Regions from separate parts of the Oryctolagus cuniculus genome. Here region 1 is linked to region 2. A link is a contact called in public Micro-C data. All regions are on one chromosome and are shown on one strand. The core of a region is the stretch at or near the end of the contact, and the rest is flanking DNA. Distances in the headings are between cores, read along the strand shown.

What was found. A called contact is a pair of places that touch in the nucleus more often than the background predicts.
Region 1: a Micro-C map of ear pinna shows a contact between it and region 2, with 16 times the contacts expected there. The contact joins two enhancer-like sites. A contact is called at or near these places in 2 of 6 Hi-C or Micro-C datasets (ear pinna and an unstated tissue).

The regions. Positions count from the first base shown.
Region 1 is chr12:99,602,775-99,607,265 of mOryCun1.1, reverse strand. It overlaps RHCG (Rh family C glycoprotein), which reads left to right. Exons shown (of 11, transcript NM_001082729.1): 11 at 395-748. Among named protein-coding and RNA genes, the nearest start is that of RHCG, 24 kb to the left of the region's middle. Within about 2 kb of position 1,260, at least 3 of the 8 cell types and tissues checked have an H3K27ac peak or open chromatin away from gene starts, as enhancers often do.
Region 2 is chr12:99,491,939-99,495,983 of mOryCun1.1, reverse strand. No RefSeq gene overlaps it. Among named protein-coding and RNA genes, the nearest start is that of TRNAR-UCG, 28 kb to the right of the region's middle. Within about 2 kb of position 2,558, at least 1 of the 8 cell types and tissues checked has an H3K27ac peak or open chromatin away from gene starts, as enhancers often do.

The sequences.
Region 1 (4,491 bases), core at 11-2,510, 110 kb before region 2:
ATGGAGTAGCCAGGAATAGAACCGGTGGGTATGTGGGATGCTGGCACCACAGGCAGAGACTTAACTTACACACCACAGCGCTGGCCCTTCCCCCTTTTTAAATAGACAAGAAATTAAGGCCAAGAGAGATTCCGGCTCTTCAAGGCCACACAGCTGGCAAGTGGAGGGAGAGGGGTCTCTGCAGGTCACTGTCATTTTTATTGTTATTTGACCTCGTTGAAGGCCACAGCTGGGTTGGGAGCAAGAGGCTGGGTGCCAAGGCAGGAGAGGACGTGGGATTCTAGGGAGAGGAAAGCGAGGCTGTGGCTAGTCCCTTCCCACCCAGGAGAGCCCACGGAACACCAAGGCTGCCAGACCCCGGCAGTGACCCGGTGCTGTCGGCTTCTCCTTGCAGGCTCGACTGTTCCAGGCTACGCTGACCTAGCGGGGGACTCAAGACCAAGTGGGCAGCACCCTGCCTGCTGACGGGGCCCAGAGCGCCTCCCCTCTTCCCCCTGTATGATCCCAGGTGGGGAAGGAGGGCTCGGCAGCCAACCAAGGGGGCATCCAAGCCACGATGCGGCTGCGGCAGGGCAGTCCCGAGTGGGGCCTTGGTGGCCACACTGCCGAGAAAAGCAGGCCTGGTGTGCACCTGCACCCTGGCCGGAGACAACTGAACCAGCAGCCGCCACTCCCTGGGCTGGCACCCCCCATGCCGCTCAGTGCCTTGGAGGTGGCCGCCTCATGAATAAACATCCCTGTTGTAAAATGCGTGTGATGCTCCAACAGGGAGAAAATGACCCCAGGGGCCTGGCCTCCTGACCCTCCCAGGGTGCTGAATCTGGCGCCCCCGCAGGGGCTCCGCTGGGATCCCTCAGCTCACAGTAACTGTTCCAGAACCACCCAGACCCTCCTGAGATGGCTGCCAGCACGGCTGTGCCCTCCACTCGGCCACGCTCCGCGGGGTGGGTTCCTTCGGGCCCGTGTCCCCTCCTCCGGCCCTGTCTCTCCTTCCTCGCCCTGCCCACGTGGTCCCCGCCCTCAGTGGTCGCACAGTCTTGGGGCAAACCACACAAGCAGAACCCACACAACCCTAGCAGGTGTGGCCGGCGGAGAGGCAGCCTGTGCCCGGCTGGCTGCCCAAAGCGGGGCCACCTGGGATGCGCGGGTCAGCTTTGCGCCCTTCTGGTCCCGGGCGCCGCGGGCAGGACTGGCGTAGCGAGAACGGGCCCGGAACCGGGAGCTTGGGCGGAGCAAAGGCTCCTGGGAAGCAGGGGCGCTTAGGGAGGCGGGGGCCGCCGCCTCAGGCCACGCCCCCTCCCACCCCGCCCCTCGCGAGTCCCGCCCAGCGGGGGCGGGGCGTCGAAATGCAACCTTTTCATGTCCCCGCGGTGGAACACCCCTCATTTTCCATGCTGGGGAAAGACAAAAACCCTTTACGACCTGTTTCTGGAACTTGTCAGCAGCTGCCAAGAGGAGCTTGTTAATTAAACGTCGGCAGAGATGGAAGCCGGAGGCCGCAGCTCTAATTGGACAGTTTGCTCCGCCGGATTGAAAAACATTGTGACAAAGGAGGAGGGGCGCGGCGGGGCGCGGGCGGCGGCTTTGATGTCGGCCGATCCCACCCCGCCCGGCGCGAGGCGCCCCAAGGCCGCCGCTGTTCGCGCGCCAAGGCCAGGTCTCGAGGCTCCGGGCGGGGGTCGGGGGCGGAGGGCCGGGCCCTCCCAGACCACGTGACCCGGATCCTGGAGTGGACGCCGCGGGGGCGGTGAGGCAGGGGTCCCGCAGTCGCCCCGCCTCCGGGCAGTGTCCGGGCTGCACCCAGAGTCCGGCCCAGCCCCTCCGTGGGGGACCCGCGTTGTGTCAGCTCTTCCAGCTGTTGGCAACTGCGGGGGGCGGGGGGGGGCTTCGCACTTGGACTGCCTTGCAAACCCTGGAGTGGCCGCCACCCAGAGATTGCCCCCTCCAGCCCTGTGTGTTTGGTGGCTGTGCCCAGGCCTCCCTCTTGTTCCCAACTCAATTATGGTGCCTCCCTCTTGTTCCCAACTCAATTATGGTGACAGCAGCCACGCAGTGGGCACTGACCGCCCCAAGTCATTCTCCCCGCAGCCTGGACCGAGAGGCTGTAGCCTTCCCATTTTGCAGGTGAGGAAACACCCAGAGAGGCTAAGTAAGGCATTCAAGGTCACAGGCATTACCAAGGATGGTGCTATGGTGAGGCTCATTCCATGTTCCCTGCCCCCGGCTCCTGGCCGCAGATGGTTTTAGGAAAGGGCGGGCTTCCTAACTGGAGAATACGGCCAGGCTGGGGAGTCATGCAGGGGGGACCCCCACAACATGTTCTGCATCCCTGTCATGTGTCCCCAACCCTCACCTCCAGGGTAGGGGGTGGCTGGCTAACCTGCGGGGCCTCTGTGTTTGCGGTGACTCCAGCTTTGAGCCCACGCGCCCCTGAGCCCGAGCTACCACCCAGGGGTGCTGCACTTGGGGTGAAAGGCCAGGCTGGGCGGGTTCCAGCCAGGAGCAAGTATGGGAAAAGGAGCCACTGAGGCTCAGCCCAGGGATTAGGCGCTGCAAACGGCGGGAGGAGGGCTGAGCTGAGTTCCCAAGCGGGGAGCAGCCTCTGCCTGGTGGCGTCCAGGCCACCTGCTGGGCCTAATCCCCCTGGGAGCTGTGGCCCAAGGAGCCCCAGGATTACGGCCACGCCCGAGCCACCCCCAGAAGAATGGGGGCGCTCTGTGTGCGACCACCCTGCTGTGTGTTTGGCTGTGTCGGCCCTGGGTGTCTGAGGCATGGAGAGTGGGGCCTGGGGCAGCAGCTGGGACAAGTTGGAGGTTTCTGTAGGGGTGAGGCATGGTGAGGAAGTGGCGGCCGCCTCCAGCAGGCCCACGTGGGTGCTGTGAGAGCATGTGTGTGTGTGTGCGAGTGTGTGCTCACGCACCGGGCCGGTGCTCGAGAACAGCCCTTCAGAACGGCTGGAGGGGCTCGGCAAATTGTAATCAGATTAACGGGACCAATCACTTAGGGCTCTCGAGAAGGCCAGGAGGTTTCTAATCAGCCTGAGCAACCGGCCCCCAACCCCCCTCCCACTACCACTCACAAAGCTCCCAGTGGGAGCCGCCACTGGGGGGCGGGGGGGGGGGCCACGTTCTTCCCACTCTGTCTCTCCGTAATTACTTCAATTTGCTAGCCTGTGGCCCATTCATGTGGTAATGTGGGAACCCACAGGCCTCCTGCCTGGGAACATCCCAGGGACTGGCCCAGGGATATGGGGCACCCAGGCCTCAAGAGTCCTCCCTTCACCAGTGTGGGGTTTTCCCCCCAAAATTCCAGAAAATTCCAACTTTTTTTTTTTGGTGTCCTGGATGTCCTTTTAGGCTGGCTGAGATGAAGAGGACCCCCAGAGAGCTGGGCAGAAGAGGCGGCCTCCAGGTCCCCTCAAGTGGACAGTTGTCTGTCCCCGGGACTGGCCCCCTTGGGGCACAGGCTGAGGCTTGAGCAGTTTGGAGGCAGGCATCAGGGGACCTGGAGAGTGCCAGAGTTGCACCATGCAACACCCAGGGACACGCAGACTCCAGAGAAGGTTCTTCCCAGTTTCTGCGCCCGCGTGCAGGCACCTGTCACCAGGCCACCCTTTGTATGCAGTGGCTCACTGACAGCAACCCAGGGGAGGCAGGCACCAAGTGGCCCATTGCACACACAGGAACACTGAGGTTCAGAGGAGCCAGGTGGCTGAAGACCACACAGCTCTGGGTGAGGAACAGAGATCTGAACCCAGCTCCGACCCCTCCACCCCCTCGGCACGGGGCTCTGTTCCTCCTTCCAGCCCGCACACAGGGCGCTGGCTGCCCCACCCAGTCCTGAATGAAGCATCAAGGGTGAGGAGGACTCAGACGGCCAAAGAGGGTCCTGGGGACCCTGAGCACACTCAGCGTGGGGCTGCCTGCCCCCAGAAGGATCAAGTGTTGGAGCAAAGGTCAGAACAGCATGGGGCCAGCACCGTGGCTCACTGGGCTAATACTCCACCTTGTGGCGCCGGCACACCGGGTTCTAGTCCCGGTCAGGGCGCCGGATTCTGCCCCGGTTGCCCCTCTTCCAGGCCAGCTCTCTGCTGTGGCCTGGGAGTGCAGTGGAGGATATCCCAAGTGCTTGGGCCCTGCACCCCATGGGAGACCAGGAAAAGCACCTGGCTCCTGGCTCCTGCCATCGGATCAGCGCGGTGCGCCGGCCTCAGCGCGCCAGCTGCAGTGGCCATTGGAGGGTGAACCAACAGCAAAGGAAGACCTTTCTCTCTGTCTCTCTCTCTCACTGTCCACTCTGCCTGTCGAAACACACACACACACACACACACACACACACACACACACACAAACAGCATGGGACCCACTTCTGCCTGCTGGGCTGCCCAGAGAGCGTCTCCTTACCTCCCTGGGCCCCTGTTAGCACTTGAGGATCATGCCCATGCCCCGGGCGGTGGCACTCCCAGCACCTCTGTGTCTCAGATTATGGGGC
Region 2 (4,045 bases), core at 1,309-3,808:
TGATTCCCAGCCCAAGGTGGGGAAACCCAACCAACACTGGCCAGGTCCCCTTTGTCTGCACTTCACCCTGGGTGTGGATCCCATGCTCCCCACCCCCTGTTGAGCCCTTATTCTTGGCCTGAACAAGCAGGCACTGGGTTTGGCTGGCCACGGAGCGAGGCCACAGTGCTGGTGGCAACAGCCAGGCTCTGGCCGTGGTGCTGAGAGCTGCCCCCTCAGGCCTCTGCTGCTCCACTTGCCCTGAACTTCCTCCGCCTCCTTCCTGTGGTCCTGACCTCACGTTTCCAGGATGCTTGCAGCTACCATGAGAAGCGAACAGCCTGAGACACAGCTCAAGCTACTACGCCTTTCCGCCAAGGTGCCAGAGACAACATTTTTCAAATTCAAACCTCCACTGAGGGACAAAGAGCTCCAGGGCTCTGAACACCTTCACCCAGTCCTACAGAAATCCCATTCCTGCTGAACCCACCCGTGTGCCCTGTGCACCTTCAACTCAGGAAATCCGCACAAGTCTTCCTCCCGCCCGTGGCTCACACACCCGTCTAACAGCCTGCCTAAGGCAGGTGGCTAGTACCTTACCCTGTGTGCACACATGTGCACAGTTGCTCCTGTACCCACTGGCAGTGGTGGCTGCTTGGGTTCCCTGCTGGCTTTGGTCTAAGTTCCTGTTTCCTATCAGCAGTTGCACAACTCGGTGCACGGTCAGTCCCTGAGAACCCAGAGAGGTGTGGCTTCCACGTGCATCTCAGGACACAGCGAGGTGAGGGGTTAAGTGGAAGGAAACGGGGCAGTTCTGACAGGCCCTGTTGCAGGCACCATTCTCCTGGCACCAAACCTGCCCAGATCCCAAATGTTGGAGTGTGAGGCTGACGGAGCTCTCCAGGCTCCAATCCAGGCAGATGCAGCCACCCAGACTGCCAGTGAGCCTGGAGCAATGTTCCTTTCCTGAGCCTCTCTGGGTCGTAATCAGAAGACAGCATCTCATGCTACAGCCTTGGCTAAGTCCAGGGTGCCTTTCCCCATGGCCGCTTTTTTCTCCCTTGCACTTTCCTTAGGACCAAGCTTTGATTGAGCTGATCTTCCTATTGTCTGGAGGCTGGAGGAGCTGCTAGCTGAGAAGGTGTTGGGCCAGCTTAGAGCCAGCTCCATGTGCACCTGGGGGGTGGGGTGGGCTGAAGCGTCCACACCCACAGTCACGCACACACACGGCCAGGTCTCCGGCAGCCGGTATTGCTCGTGGAAGCTCCTGGCACCCTCATCTCAGTGCCCGTGTAGCCTACCCTCTGGCCTTCGGCCCTTGACTGAAAGCCAGACACCCCCCCCCCCAAACTCCATCCTCTTCTCTCTTTTTTTTTATGGCTTAGGAATCCGCCTCCTCCTATGATGAGAGCGCAAACAGGGGCTCCTCTTTAGGCCCCTTGCCTCCATCTCTCTCCAGCTACAAAGGCTAGAGTATGCATTTCTGGATTTGTGTACTGCTCATGTTCTGTGCCCCCAGCCTCTCCCAGCTTCTGCCACCTCCCTGCTCTCCTGAGGCCACCCTAGATTCACCCCTAGCCTCCTCCCAAAGAAGCCTGTCACCAGGCTCGGCTGCCGTTGCCACCGCACTGTCCCCCAGTTCAGTGTGGGAGGCGGCAGATTGAGAAGGCCTGCTGAGGGGCTGGAGCGGGAAATAGAACAGAGAGGACTTCCCATAACGTCCCATTTCAGAGGGAGAACACAGCATCAGTCTTGGCTGGCATGGGTGCCATGTGTTGCATTTTTCTCACAACAATTGTTTAGGAAGCCACTTTCTTGGTTATTGTCGTTTGTGTGTGAGGGGGAAAGGGAGGAGAAGGAAGAGGGGAATCGGCAGAAGCTGGGGAGGGGACAGTCCCTGGGCTCTGGAAACCTCATGTGAGAAACATTCTTTTCGTCTCTGCCAGACCCGTCTGCAGTGCCACAACTGCACCCCCCCCCACCCGCCGCTCTTCCCCTCCCTGCACGCCCAAAGTCCTCACCACAGGGGCTTCCCACTGCCCCACGACCCTTGACCTTGGTCTTGATGCTTTGCCTGGGATAACTGAGCCCTGCTTCCCATCTGAGCCAGAGCGCACCCCTCCTCATCTTGCCCGGCAGTCAAGGGAAGCCCGGAGCCAGGTAGCGCTGCCCCAGCCCCCCTCCCAGTCCAGCCGGGCTCCCGGACGCTACCCTAGCCAAGGCCACCGCCCTCGCGCCCTAGCCCCCACCCTCCGCTCCCCCAGCCTCGCTGAGACACAGCGGGCAGTGGCACTTACAGACCGGGAAAGGGGCCCGGGCCCCACGAGGCAGCGGCGGGGGTGGGGCGGCTGCAAGGACAGCGGCTCTGCCGCCCTGGATTCGGCACGTCCCAGGCTCAGGCCCAGCTCCAGCCGCTCTGCAGGCGCCCCTGCCCCGGCGGCGCATGGCCGAGAGCTGCGGGAGGCAGGCGCGGCGGCGGAGGCGCGGGGGCTCCCGGCCGCGCGCTGCTTCTCGGGGCTCTGAGCGGCTCCCAGCGCCGCCTTCTCGGGCGGGCACGGCCCGCAGTGACGTCAGCGCGGCTCCCCCCGCCCCCCCTCACCCCGACCAGTGCGGAACGGAGGGGGCGGAGGCGGGCTGCGAGGGGCACCCGCGCCCGCGCCCCGGCCCTTGCTGCGCTGCCCCGCTTGCCTCCCAGCCTTTCCCGGGGAATCGCGGCGCCCTCACCCCTTCCCCCATCGTTGCCCGGGCCGCCAGGCTCACCCAGAGCCACGGACCAACTAGCGCGGAGGTGGTGGTGAGCAATGGGTAGGAAGCCTCCCTGGCAGCTCCAGGCTAAGGAACTCGGGTTGCCTCGGGAAGAATGAGACCGGAGGGGACGAGGGGCATCTGCACTCTGGGCCAAAAGGGAGTTATTTTTCCCCCTCCCCTAAATGTTTGTCAGGCTGAAGGTATCTACGTTAGGGGTTCGGTCCCGGGGTCCCTATGTGAGCTCCAAGGGGATCTATTACCTCGGGAAAGCGTGTGCCGTTCGGAGCTGGGTATGCCCTCCAGGCTGGGTCCTGCTTCTCCAAGACCCAGAGACGCCCCCCCCCCCACTCCACACGCACAGCAGGGCTGTGCACCTACAAACGCATGGTGCCGACGGCGCCCCAGAGCCGCTGTCCAAATGCTGAATCCGGCCTCTCCCAGGCCAGCTTGCGACTCCAGCTGTCCACTGCTCGGCGCGGCCCACTGCAACCTTCAAAGGGCTCCGGGGCACAGAGCGCGCAGCCCGGGAAACTTTGGTGCTTCAGGATGAAACCGGAAAGCTCCAGGAAAGGGGGCGGGAGGCCAGGGGGAGGCGGGAGCCGAGAGGCAGGCGGACTGGCGCTCCTGCCCCGCCGGACCACCGTCCTCCCAACGCGCCCTGGCGGCTCGCCTCGGGTCCCCTCCGCCCGGGGTGTGTTTCTCCCACCGCCGCAGCAGGGGAGGTCCTTCGGCTGAACTTGTCAGCGGGTCTCATCATCCATCACGGGCCAGACAGACAGGCCAAGTTCACGAGCAACGCTGTTAACCCCTTGCAAACCGGACGCCTGCCGCAGGACAGAGCCGCCAGGCCAGAGAGCGCTGATTCCAGAGGCACCGTTTGCAAAAGCCAGGGCGGCCGCCTTGGCTGACTGCTGACTTTGTCATTTTATTTACTCGTTGGTTCTCCACAGCCTCTCCAGTTCCTTCTTTTCTAACTTATTTCTACATCACTCTGCTTTTCTAAGTATCTTTCCTTTTTCTCATTTTGTGATGGTGCCCAGTGTGGAAAAAATATAAGAGATAAAAATAACTGGTATCCATTTTTACACCTATAGGTCTAACTTTAAAAGAAAAAAAATATCATTAGAAGAATCTAATGGTTTGTGGTGTACAAGGAGAGAAAGGAGAAGGGAGGGGAGGGGCAAAGGCTATGAATACAGAATATCCGGGGTTTCTCAACTGCTTGGGGGAAAAGGGGGGACTCTGACAGAGTTCTGAGGGGGAGATCTGCTGGGAGTCCTGCTAAGGAGACCGGGTGACATGGAGAGAGGGCTGGACA